3 separate regions of the Mus musculus genome follow, and regions 1 and 2 are each linked to region 3. Evidence: chromatin contacts called from public HiChIP or PLAC-seq data. All regions are on one chromosome and are shown on one strand. The core of a region is the stretch at or near the end of the contact, and the rest is flanking DNA. Distances in the headings are between cores, read along the strand shown.

What was found. HiChIP or PLAC-seq counts read pairs in DNA pulled down with a chosen protein or histone mark.
Region 1: a contact with region 3 is called in an H3K4me3 HiChIP or PLAC-seq map of bone marrow-derived macrophages, with 3 times the contacts expected there. The contact joins the promoter of Zfp652 here to the promoter of Phb in region 3. A contact is called at or near these places in 17 of 39 promoter capture datasets (the 3T3-L1 cell line, 3T3-L1-derived adipocytes, the C10 cell line and 11 more), 1 of 15 datasets of contacts at CTCF or cohesin (CD8 T cells), 18 of 484 Hi-C or Micro-C datasets (CD8 central memory T cells, the MC38 cell line, the N1E-115 cell line and 15 more), 15 of 115 datasets of contacts at active chromatin or transcription factors (the 230-238 cell line, CD8 T cells, the HPC-7 cell line and 7 more) and 4 of 9 other capture datasets (adipose tissue, liver, macrophages and 1 more).
Region 2: a contact with region 3 is called in an H3K4me3 HiChIP or PLAC-seq map of the SCID.adh cell line, with 15 read pairs. The contact joins the enhancer-like site here to the promoter of Phb in region 3. A contact is called at or near these places in 12 of 39 promoter capture datasets (the 3T3-L1 cell line, the HPC-7 cell line, HPC-7-derived erythroid cells and 8 more), 1 of 15 datasets of contacts at CTCF or cohesin (the NIH/3T3 cell line), 2 of 484 Hi-C or Micro-C datasets (the AtT-20 cell line and bone marrow-derived macrophages), 11 of 115 datasets of contacts at active chromatin or transcription factors (the 230-238 cell line, the SCID.adh cell line, bone marrow-derived macrophages and 3 more) and 4 of 9 other capture datasets (adipose tissue, liver, macrophages and 1 more).

Annotation. Positions count from the first base shown.
Region 1 is chr11:95,747,218-95,751,610 of GRCm38.p6, reverse strand. It overlaps Zfp652 (zinc finger protein 652), which reads right to left and starts at 2,544. Exons shown (of 5, transcript NM_201609.2): 1 at 1,464-2,544. The coding sequence starts at 2,360.
Region 2 is chr11:95,771,484-95,775,775 of GRCm38.p6, reverse strand. No RefSeq gene overlaps it. Among named protein-coding and RNA genes, the nearest start is that of Gm38957, 3.2 kb to the left of the region's middle. Within about 2 kb of position 2,840, at least 38 of the 459 cell types and tissues checked have an H3K27ac peak or open chromatin away from gene starts, as enhancers often do. A contact at or near this core is called in the SCID.adh cell line, embryonic stem cells, epiblast stem cells and 1 more, where this site is marked.
Region 3 is chr11:95,663,973-95,668,389 of GRCm38.p6, reverse strand. It overlaps Phb (prohibitin), which reads right to left and starts at 1,433. Exons shown (of 7, transcript NM_008831.4): 1 at 1,348-1,433; 2 at 239-353. The coding sequence starts at 326.

The DNA of each region.
Region 1 (4,393 bases), core at 1,295-3,794, 82 kb before region 3:
GGAGGACAGAAGAGGATGTTAGATCCCTGGAACGGGGGGATGAGCTGCCATGAGAGCCTTGGGCACCAAACTCAGGTTCTCTGAAGAGTGCCCAGTGCTGAGCCATCTCTTCAGCCTAGGAGTCTGCACGGCTTTCAGTCAGCAGAACCCACACAACACAAGCACAAGGGTGAACATGCTATGATAGGAGAAGCACAGAAGCTTACAAACAAGACCTGGTGTTTTTGGTTACTCAATCAAATTCAAGCTAAAAAAAAAAAAAAAAAAAAAAAAGAATAAGAAGAAAGGAAGAAGAGGGGGAGGACGGAGGGAGGGAGGGAACCCACAAAATAAGCAGATCATAGAGACAGAAATGAGGAATGCCTTTTCAGTAAAGAGCCACTATGAAATCCAAGTTTGACCTCTAGGGGGCAGCACTGAACCATGCTCCATTGGACTGACCCTGCAACCAACTTCTGCCCAGGCACCTGCTGGAGAACATGGCCAGAGTCTCTTTTATTTACCCAGCATACCTCTATCATGTCATGATTTACAAGCTAAATCAGTGGCTTATAAAAAAAACCAAAAATCTCTTTAAAGAAAGGCATTCAGTTATTGATTAAAAACAATTGTCTAAAAGAGAAAATTAAACTTCCCACACCAAAAGTAAAACAATTTATCTTTTAAAGTTAGCTTCAATATGGTAATTATTATATACATCTTATGGACACATAACAGACTTACCATGTATGAATATCCATTAATACACAAACATATACATACACCAATATAGCTGCAATAAATTCAACACCTCTTAACCTGTCACAGTACAATCTTTCCAAGACACCAGAGTGGTTTGAATAGCACGCTTTGTTACATCAGCAGCACTGTACAGCAACATTATTATGTAACCCTACTGCCAGGTAAGCAACATTTTCAAACAGCTCAGCCTCTGTTTAAGGTTTGCATATTCCCACGGGCTTGCCTCTTGACACATTTAGTGTTGCCATCTCTCCACGGGTGTAAGGAGATCTTCCATTTCCACAGGTCTGAGTCATGGTCTCTGTCCCCATCAGCTGCACTAGACTCTGACATCCTTCTAATTGGAAAGGACCTTTCTCTACTCCTGGCCCTCACTCGGCAAACCTCCCACCGTGACAGAAGATGCCAGAATGAATTATCTCACAGGTCCCACAACAGAGACTCTCAGTGCAAAGTCGGCGCTGACTTTACATCCCAGTCAGTCATCTATAACCAATCCCCCTTCCAGTGCACCTGGTTCTCACTAATCCATCGTCAGTTAAGTGTAATGCTTTTGAAAGACAGGATTAAGCCTTGGTTTTGAAAAGACCCAAGCAGCAGAGTCTAAAGTGATAATTGGTGAAATCTGTCCCTTCAGCCTCTATCCTCTTGGGCAGACACCAGATGACTCTGAACAGCCAGGTCCTAGCCTGGAAACTTTGCCCTCCGCTGGTGAGACCTACCTGAATGTTTTTTTCACAGTCTGTTTGCTGGTGAAGGGACAGCTCACTTTCCAGGACAAACTTCTTGCCACATTTATCACAGATCTGCATGCGCCTGTGAGTAACGTTCATGTGCTTCTCCAGGTACCAGCGAGTATTAAACACCCTGGGGCACTTCTCACAGGTCAGAGTCTCTTTCTCTTCACACTTAGCTTTCTGAACTGGCGCTTTAGCCTCCTTGGTGGCCCGCTTCTTCCTCTTGGGTAGCTCTGCACTTTTCCTACGGCCTCGAGTTGTGCGGGGTGCAGGGGAAGTGGTAGCTGCGGCAGCAGAGGCCGCTCTCCGGGTTCGCCTCTGTGTAACCCTGACTCTCTCCACTTGCTTCTCCTTTTTCTTCTGCCGTCCGTTCTCTCCGTAGTCACTGCTGTTATCTGTGGCCTCCTCCTCAGTCTCTTCCTCGTCTTCCTCACTGCTTGTCTTAAGGACAGGCGTCTCTTTGGACTGGGAAGAGACACCCTTTTCCCCTTTAGAGACATTTAATGTTTGGTTATTAAGGTTTACCTCCACTATGATCTGCTCCCTTTTGTAAGAGACTTCCTCCTCCTCTTCCGTGTCATCAGAATTCTCCCGGTCTTCCTTGACAGTATGCACATCAGACACTGCCCTTGGCTCCCTGAAATATGGCTGCTCCTCCGTCTCGTGGAGATGTGGTTTGCTCATCTTGGTGTCTGCTAGCACAGAGTAAGGGCTTCCAGACTCCCTTTTATACACTTTGGTGGACAGGTCGAGCTCCTGGCTGGCACCATGGTAGAAGGTGGGTGGCGCCTGACTTCGATGGCTCTCTTCCTGGGCCATTCCTTCTGCATGCACTGCACAGGGTTCAACCAGCTCCGGACAAGGACTGGCTGTGTAGCTCATTAGGAAGTGGCCCAGTTCAGACGACACAGAACACCTTGAAAACAGGGCAATTAAGACTCAAATCTTTCTCCCTCCACGGAGAACTAACTACTCAAGAAGTGAGAATAAGAAACTCCTGCAGCCTGCATGCAGTTCTTCCTGTGTCACAGCACCACCGCCACCTTAAGTCAAAAAGGGCTGTTCTTACGGCAGGCGCAGAGCACTCCTCGTCTTCTTTCGAAGAGAACTGCAGGGGACTTGGAGCATCTTGTCTATAAAGAGAAAAAAAAATGAGGGAAAAAATTATATCACCATATTCTTCTTAGGCCATGGAATTCCTCACAACACACAAAATTTAAAATCATTACATTCCATACACTTTGATTCATTATTCTCCTCAAATGGTTTGAAATGGATATTATTTTACAGGCTTGTATGAGTCCCCAATTTCAGTTAGAATGTAAATTCTATCATACCAAGAGCCATATCTGTCAAATTCACCAAACTATCTTTAAAGCAGACAGCATGTGTTTGATGAAGAAATACCTACTACCACATGATGTCTGCCACACTGGATGCTGCAGGGTCTGCTGGTATCAGTCTCATGATACAAAAGGCCATGAAACACTCAAGGGAGTCATACTGGCAGTTTCCTTCAGCATCAGCCACCACATCTACCAGAGTGAGAACCCACACACAAGGGCAGCCACATGGGCACTGCAGGCCACAGAACTAGAGCAGCTAACTGGCACAACCACACAAGGAAACCGACCTGGCCTTTAATAATTATAAATGAACCGTCACCATAACTTGCCTCAGCTATGGGAGCACCGCTGAGGCGGTTGACACTTGGTGCACAGCCATGCTACAACTGGGTGACTTTTCATGTGTCAGTTGCAGAGAAGTCAAAATTCTGAGAATCAGTCACCACCAGGTCGGCACGGTTCTAAGAAAACTAAAACCATCCATGAAAAAACAATGACGGGCATACAATCTGCTTGCAGCATGCTTATACTGCTATTTTGCCAGCTACCCTGCAGCTGAGTCATACAAATGACAATGGAGGACCTGTATAGTCGAGTTGACAAAAGGAAGGAAAACAGTATTTACTGAATGTCTGTCATGTGATGGGCACCAGAGACATTTTTATTATTCAGCATCTACTTAGTACCTACTGCAAAACTTTGGGGCTAATTTTTAATTAATTAAAATAAGCAAAGCTTAACTTTCCCCCTTCTTCCTCCTGAGATGAGGGTCTCACTATGTAGCCGGGCTGTCCTGGAACTTGTTGTACAGACGAGGCCACCTGGTCTCACAGAGTTCTGCCTACCTCTGCCCCCCGAGGCCTGGGATGAATGATATGGCTTTTTCTTAATATATTGGTTCTACTCGGCTGAAGTGAGTGAAATCTTGCTACGAAATAACCTTAGTAAGAAACTGTTCAGTACACTTGACGCTGAACTGCTATGTAACTTTAACAGGTAACAGGAGTCACTCAGACCCTGCTGAGCTGCTCTACATAAAGCGAATACACTGTTAGGGAAGAGAACATGTAACCAACGAGGCTCATAAAGAGACCAATAAATACGGTTACTTCTAACCTGACTCTGGTACTGTCGATCCTAAACTGTAGCAACAATAGTCCACTAATAATAGTCCACTTAAATTGTCCATTAATGCAAAAAGTGGGAGCCAAGCAGCAAACTACACAACTGTAAGGTCTGGCCAATTCTCTAGTTTATAAATAATCAGAGGATTTGCATTTATACAAAGCACTTGGTCACATCCTTGTTAAACAGGTAAGTGTTTCCCATCTGCTAGATACTATACTAGTTGTAGTAATCGACCTGTATGAGGACAGAGTTGCTCTCAGGTACTATCTAAGGACTTGCTAGCACAAATAGTCTCCACACAAGAACAAAATCAAATATGTATTCCTCACCACAAGCCAGCTGAAGCACCTAAGGTTCATCAAACAACCCCTTGGGCCAAAGAAGCAGCTACATCCTAAGTAAGCTACTCTGCCAGGATGCCAGCAGCATTCAAAGCACTCG
Region 2 (4,292 bases), core at 1,591-4,090, 110 kb before region 3:
GGTGTGGACACAAGGATGTTTTTGTTTTGTTTTTACTGAGATAGGGTCTCACTGTATATCCCTGGCTCTTCTGGAGCTCTTTGTAGACCTGGCTGACCTAGATCCCACAGAGACCCACCTGCCTCTGCCTCCTGAGTGCTATGATTAGGTGTGCACCAGCATGCCCTGCATAATAACTTACCTTGGGGAACCTCAAAAAGATGAGTTATGAAGGGCCTTGAAGGTAGCTAAGTGGTAGAGTACTTGCCTAGGACATGTAAGCCCTAGGGTCCAACGCCCAGTACACATTTCCCAAAAGGCGTCTATGTTTGAATGCAAAGACATCCTTGTAGTTAGCAACCTATTATGGTACAAGTACTGGGTCAATGGGCTCCAGTGAGAAAGAACTGCAAAGTGTCTGAGAATGAAGGGGCTCCATGCAGGACACTGGGCTGAATAATGGCCAATGTGGATGCAATCAGAAAGAGAAGTGGCAAAGCTTAAGACATCGGAAAATCCAGTTAAATAACCCGATTGTCTGTGAAATTGAATTCAGGCTGCTACTGCAAAGGGACTGAACAAAATTGTGGACATATGCTGCTCTGAGACAGGGTTTGTACTCCAAACAGAACTCATTAGTGAGCCTCAAAATTAATTTAGGGGCTCATGATCCACATTTAAAAAAATAATAAGGCCAGGGGCTGAGGAAGATGGTTCCGTCTGTAGAGGGCTTGCCTTGCAAGCAGGAGTCTCAGAGTTCATTTGAGAACCCACATTCAAAGGCTAGGTGTTGGGGGCACTTCATTGTTAATCCCAGGGCTGGGGAGGGAGAGACGGGAGGATCACTGGGGCTTGCTGGCCAGCCAGCCTAGCCTAACAGGTGACTTTAGAGCTCAGTGAGACATCTTCTCTCAAGGGAGGTGGATAACATTTCTGAGGATGACACTCTGAGGCTATCATCTGGCCTACTGATACTCATACACACACAACACACACACCATACACACACACCCCACCTGAACAAGAACACACACATACATAACACACACTAAACAGAAACACACACCACACACCACACCCCCCCACACGAACAAGCACACACACACACATAAATAATACACACTACACACAAACATACCACATACACACACACATACACACACACAAAGCATACATACACATATATCAATAGGCAATTAAGTCATAGGACTTGGGAGGCTGAGGTTGGAGATTTGTAAGTTCAAGGCCAGCCTGTGTTATATCATGAGCTCCAGGTCAGCCAGAAGTACACAGTGAAACTCTCTCAAATAAATGAATGAATAAACGCACAGTAGATAGGGCTATCGTTCTTGATTTTTTTTTTCACTTATATAAGTAAATGTTTGCATGTGTGTTAGACAGAAAATACCAGTAACATATTTCTTACTAGCATTGTATTCAAAGTTTGAGCCGGCCGTGGTGGCGCACGCCTTTAATCCCAGCACTCGGGAGGCAGAGGCAGGCAGATTTCTGAGTTCGAGGCCAGCCTGGTCTACAAAGTGAGTTCCAGGATAGCCAGGGCTACACAGAGGAACCCTGTCTCAAAAACCCTCCCAAAAACAAAAACAAAGTCTGAAAGCCACTGGTGGAATGTATGCTGGTGGTGTACTACTAAGGGAAATGTGTGGCCGGGCCTGGTGGCACACACCTGTAAACCTAGCACTTGGGAGCTGGAAGCAGGAAGAATGGGAGCTCAGTGTCACCCTCAAATGCATAGCGCGTAGTACATAGCCAGGACTACTAAATCCATCCGCAAGACAAGAACAGCTAGGCGTGGCCACACCCGTTAATGTCAGCACTGAGGACGAAGAGGCAGCCTGGTCTTCACACAGCTTCAGGCCAATCATGGCAACTGTGAGCCTTTGTCTCAAAATCAAAACCAACCAAACAAACAGAAAACAAAGAAAAGAAACTGTGCTGATCTCGGCACCCACATCAGGCAGCTCAGAACCGTCAGGAGCTTCAGCCTCCGGGGCATCTGACACCCTCTTTCTGGCCTTCTAGGGAACACCTGCATGCATAACATGCCACACACACACACACAAACACACACACACACACCATACACATATACCACACCACACATACACTCACACATCACACTCTAAGGCAATTCTGTGATCTGTTCAGTTCTGCTCTGTTCTACGAGGTTTCAAACAGAGGGAAATGTGAACAATACGGTTTCCTTCCTAGACACTAAACTCCCTAATTGGAATCCCGTAAAAGGAACAAACAGGGTAGATGTGAATTGGAAAGGCTTGTGACAGAGCTGGCTTATCTTCCAGTTGGCACAGCCCTATCTCAGAGGGCAAGCTTCAGGTTACAGGGACCCACATCACCTGACACCAAATTACATAATTTTAAATGTATATACCCCTTCCTATGCCCCCTCACCCAGTGCAAAAATGGGCCCCAGGACCTTTGCCATGCTGGGTGGACACCCAACACCATCCTCAGATCCTCCTGTTTTGTACTGAAATCTGGGTCTCACTGAGTTTTCCAGGCTGGTTTGAATGTCAGATCCTGTTGCTTCGGCCTCTCACGTGGCTGAATTATATACAGGCCATGGCTCCAGGCTTAGCTGACAGAGATCAGCAAGTCAGCTTTCCTCCACTGGAGAGCATGTTTTGTGAGAGTGAGGGCTCCCAGTATTGCCCACCTCTCACTCTCTAGGCACTCACCAGACACACTGATATGACTGGCTGGGGGACTGAACCCCACGGGGGTGAGGAGAAAAGCTGCCTCCCACTGACTATACTGGATAAGCTGTTTGCACTTGGGGTTAACTCTTCTAGCTGGGTCACACCCAATCCTGATCCTTCCCCCAAACACCCCTCTTGGAAAGTCTGCGCTCACTGCTCAGTTGGCCAGAGCAGTGTTGCTGCCTGCAGCTCAGGGGCACCAAGGCAGCAGCACTATAGAGATGAGATCGGGGCAGACTTGGAAGTACATCGTACAGGCTCACACGGACCTGGTGGTGCAGCCTGTGACCCAGGCTTGTCAGGAAGCTTGAGACAGGAGGACAGCATGTTAAAGGCCTCCCTGAGTTCCTGAGTGAGTTTAGGACTAGCCCGGGCGACTCAGTAAGGGCCTATCTCAAAACACAAATTAAGAGGAGGACACAGGATGTAGCTCAGTGGTACAGTTTACCTACTGTGTACAAGCTTGAGACTCAGTCACTATAACTAACTGGACAGGCAGGTGGGGGACAGGAAGAATGTTATTCTTAAGGGACCAGGCTGGATTTGGGGCTTAGGGTAGGCACACTACCAACAGCATTGGAGATACGAACCAATAATACAGACGTGGGTCACATGATTACATAAAATGAACAATCATTGACCAAGGGGCCCTCAAAATGTCATCTGAGCTTGGAGAAGAAATGAAGAGAAGACACGTGGGAATATGGCTACTTTTCTTTTTTTACTTTGAACATTAGCATGAAGTTGGTTACCGTACACATCCAAAGGCCCAGCATGTTGGGGGGAAAAAATCATTAAATGGCACACCTTGTACCAGAGTCTCAATAAGAATAAAATATACAATGCTACATTGAGTGGTTAAAAATACACAAAAAAGTAGTTTTAACAATCTATAAATTTTTATACTTAAAATCATGATTGAGTTGAAATTAAAAAAAAGTGCATTTCCATTGCTAAAAAAATAATATTGGTAGAGTTAACACAGGGAAGCATATCATCACGCCGGGGGTCTGACAGGATGCTAGGGAAAAGATGGCTAAGGGAAGCCAGGCATCTGGACCAGTTCAGAGCCCACCTGGCTCCACCCACCATGCGGCCAGCTCCCTGGGCCAAGCCCTCCTCTCCCTCCTTCCCATCCTAGTAAGACTCTGTCCTGCCCACCACTCACCCCCACCCACAACTGAAGGCCCAATGACCTTCTTTACAGCACCCCTCACCGTCCCAGCTTGACCTTCAACGCCCTCTACAGAGGTAAGGATTCCAGATTAGACGTAGTCTTAAACCTTCTTGACCTTGCAGGCAGGACTGGAACCAAGCAGTTCCTGCCTTCTTACACTCCTCCGGACGAACATTCAACAGCAAGCTTTGTAAACCTAAGGCTAAGGATTCCTGGCAAGAACACTGGACTTCCTTTAAGAAATGAGAAAGTGCAAGTGACCTCAGGACTGTGGGGACACCCGGACACCTGCTATCTACCCTGGTCACTGCTTCCCTTCCACTTCTGCCTGGGCTGGAATTACAAGGACCCCCCGACTGGCACTGCACAGACTCTTGCTGGGGGAAAGGACCAGG
Region 3 (4,417 bases), core at 184-2,683:
CAAAGCGGTTAAGAGCACTGACTGCTCTTCCAGAGGTCCTGATTTCAATTCCCAGCAACCACATGGTGGCTCACAACCATCTGTAATGGGATTCAATGCCCTCTGCTGGTGGGTCTGAAGACAGCGACAGTGTACTCATATAAATAAAATAAATAAATCTTTTTTTTTTTTTAAAAGGAATGACACATGGGCTATGCAGATCAACAGAAACTATGCAGAAAGCTCTTCCGCGCCTCACCATTATACAAAGCAGAGTTCACCACGCCTCCTGCAACTGCCAACGCCAGGCCGAACTTTCCAATGGACTCAAACACTTTGGCAGCCATGACTCCTTCTGTTGCTTCCACTCACACCTAAACACGGGGTAAACATAAAACACTTTGACACCAGATTCTCAGAGAAAGCCCGCTCTGAGGCACAGAGTTCATGTCTCAACATACATTTTCATATGTCTACACCTGTGGGCCCAAACTCACTCACTGAACGCCCCATAACACTGACCACCTTGCAAACTGTAGATCATGTCTGCGTTTGTGGACGTGTTTCTTTACAACCATTCAGAGAAAGAGTCTGCGACACTTGGCTCAGCGTAGGAACGGTGCTTTGTACCCACGAGGAACTTAGTACACAGAAAAACCACACTCCCTTTTCCTAGACCAATAGGCCACAAGCGAGACCGGTGCTACACGGCTGAAGCCAACAACAAAAAGGGCAATTTCTGTTAACATTTAAGTTACACGGTCTCCGACAGCCTTGTTTAACCTTCAGTTACTTTATGAAGGTTATGACTGCTGAAGTGCATAGAGAGGTTATACTCTTAAGTAGTAGAACCAGGGTTAGAATGAGAAGACCGAATTCTAGAAGACATTGTAGAACTCCTCCCCATACCAGTTAATAGGAAAGCAGGGGCTGGCAGGGGTGCAGCGAGGCAGAGCGGTGAAGGACTGGAGGTGGGGCTGCGGCGGGACGGGTGGGGGCACGTAGCTGACAAACTAGAAACCAGTTAGCCTTGAACTTTTTAATGTCCCGCCCCTGCGTCACCCTTGGTACAATCCTCAAACTCGCCCTCCCCTTTCTCAGACTTCAACTGCTTGTGTATCGGGATTTCTCCATGCACATTTATCCTCTGTCTCTGACATCCAGCTCTTTTTACTCCACCAGCTTCTGGATTTTTCCTCATCCTGTCCCCTCCCCTTGCACATTCCTAACTCCTTCTGGACCGAGATTTCCCCCTTCTCCACTAGGCGTACCCACACATGCATCCCATGCCCTCATTGTACATAGGAAAGCAGAGGCAGGCTACAGGGACATAGGACCAGAGGCCTCTACCGCTCCTACCACGCTTACCTGCTTTCACTCTGACCTCCACATGAATTCCCCAGCTCCGGATACTGCGCGTGCGCCAGGCAGCTCCTCCCCCCCCCCCGACCCCCGCCTCTTCAAGATCCGACCCTTCAATTGGTGAAGCCGAGCGACGTGCATTCTGGGAAACGTGTTTTGCAGTCTTCCGCGGGCTCTGTGGCTTTAATGAGGTCAACTACAACTCCCAAAAGATCATGCAGCAACGGGCTCTTTCAGGAAACCCGTTTCTGACTGGTGAGAACGGATGGGATGTTGCCGCAAAGCCTTTCGGGAGTTGTAGTTCCTTGGTAATATATGCACGTGCCTATTCCTCAAGGAGGTGGTTCCAGAAGCCGGAAGCAGACTGGATCGGAAAGGAGTTGGGCTTCCACTTGGTAGAGGAAATCACAAGGTGGTGAAGGAATGGGTGGGCATTTTGGATAAAGGTGAGGTAAAATAATTCATGCACTGAGAGACTGCTAGGGAAGTTAAGGACAGCCCTCAGGGACGTAAGATGTTGATCTTCCAAGCCACTCCATAACCTTAAAAACGGCTTAGAAAGAAGAGGAAGGGAGTCGGTCATTCAGGTCTTGCAATACTTCAGTAAAGGCTCTTGATTTAGGGTCTAAATCTCTGGGCATCTTTTTTTCCAAGTTATATTCGAGGAATTGCAAAAAAGGGACGGAGATCATGTGTATGGCTTCTCAAGTTCACCTGTTGTCAACAATTTGCGTATTTGTTGTTGTTTTTGTTCCATCTCCTCGCCTCCCTCCACTTTTCTCTTTCTCCTACTATTCTCTAAGATCAAGGATATCTATCCTCTTACTTTTTGTTTTGTTTTGTTTTTTGTTTTTGTTTGTTTGTTTGTTTTCGAGACAGGGTTTCTCTGTGTAGCCCTAGCTGTCCTGGAACTCACTCTATAGACCAGGCTGGCCTCGAATTCAGAAATCCGCCTGCCTCTGGCTCCCAAGTGCTGGGATTAAAGCGTCCGCCACCACGCCCGGCTACTATCCTTTTACTTAAGTAAATATTATCCATGTCTGCATTCCAATTTTGCCAATTAAGCAAATAGTGACTTTTATAGCATTCCTCTCCATGACACAAATCTAAAATGAAGTAGTTTATTTTTTTGGGCTTGTTGCTCCCGAAATACAAACTCTCCTGAGAATATCTGTAAAGAACATGAAAACCCCTGGCACTGTGGCGCAATGGATAGTGCATTGGACTTCTAAGAAAGACCTGCTCCTTATTCTTAGCTTAACTTTTATTTAAAAGATAAAATGCAATTTTAAATTTGCAATCGGTATTTATTTCTTATTAAAATATAAGAAGCCAGATATACATTTAAAAGAAAGGAAGAAAGAAAACGAACGAACGAACATGAAAGCAAGCTAGGTGCAGTGGTGCACGACTTCAATCCCAGCACCCAGGAGGCAGAAGCAGGTGGCATCTGAGAGAGAGAGAGAGAGGGAGAGAGGGAGAGAGAGAGAGAATGTGAAGACACAAGGAAGACTATTGGGGTGGAAGAGAGACTGGAAGGGCCTGGGGAGGGTAAATAAGGTGGTGAATATAAGTGAAATACTTAAAATTAATAAAACAAATACATTTTGTTAGAAAAAAAAAAGTGTGATGGCCGGGCAGTGGTGGTGCATGCCTTTAATCCCAGCACTTGGGAGGCAGAGGCAGGTAGATTTCTGAGTTTGAGGCCAGCCTGGTCTACAGAGTGAGTTCCAAGACAGCCAGGACGACACACAGAGAAAGGTCTCGAAAAACCAAAAAAAAAAAGTGTGAATGATGTTACATAACTCAAATGGGCAAGAATCAATCAACATACGAAGAGCTTTCCCTCCTAATAAACGATTAAATAGGTGAACCACAGATTTTGAAACTTAGTGTTTGCAAGGGTTGTTGGCTTCACAAAGGAAGAGAAGGAGGGCACAGCAAGTGAAATTGCTGAGGCAGAACACTTGCCTACAGTGCGCTAGGTCTTCAGTTCCAACCTCAGCACTGTAAAACAAAACAGTACTTATAAAATATTCAAAATGGGCAGAGGGCTGGAGAGGTGGCTGGTTGGCTGTTAAAATCAGTGGTGCTCTTCCTGAGAACCTAAGCCTGGTTTCCAGCACATGGCAGGTGACTCTCAGAGACCTGTGACTCCAGTTCCAGGGGATCCAATGCCCTCTTCTCCCCTCTGGAGCACCAACACACATGTGGTGTGGCACACACACACACACACACACACACACACACAAACCATAAAAAATTCAGAATATAAGCCGGGCATGGTGGCACACGCCTTTAATCCCAGCACTCAGGAGGCAGAGGCAGAATTTCTGAGTTCAAGGCCAGCCTGGTCTACAAAGTGAGTTCAAGGACAGCCAGGGCTATACAGAGAAACCCTGTTTTCAAAAACAAAAACAACAACAACAAGAACAACAAATTCAGAATGTATGGAAAATTAATGTTTGCTTAAAGATATTTGGCATTACACCTATTTGATAAACACTGAGTATTTATTAATAATAAGTTGTCTTTTTCAGCTCCATTTTTACATTTCCATGTGGAAATGAGAAAAGGAGGTTTTTATATTTGGTTTTTTAAATACATTCATGGGCTGGAGAGATTACTTAGGGGTAAGAGCATTGGCTGCTCTTCCAGAGGACTCAGGCTCAGCTCCCAGCACGTACAGAGCAACTGTCTGAAACTTCATTTTCAGGAGAGCTGATGCCCTCTTCTGGCCTCTGGGAGCACCAGTCATGCAGTTAGGACACAGGCATACATGTAGGCAAAACACCCATATACAGAAAACAAAAATAAAAATCTAGACTTTGCTTTATTCATTTGAGGGTGTATGTGCGTGGTCATGTGTGGCCACAGTGTACGTGTGGAGGTCAGAAGACAATCCACAGGCGTTGGTTCTCTCCTTCCACCATGTGAGTCCGACGATCAAACTCAAGTTGTCAGGCTTGGCAGCAAGTGCCTTAACCCACTGAGCCATCTCACTGGCCCCAGTGTGGAGCTTGGTCAGAGAAGTCAAGTGCAGGCTATAGCCACACAGCAGACAAACGGCAGATTG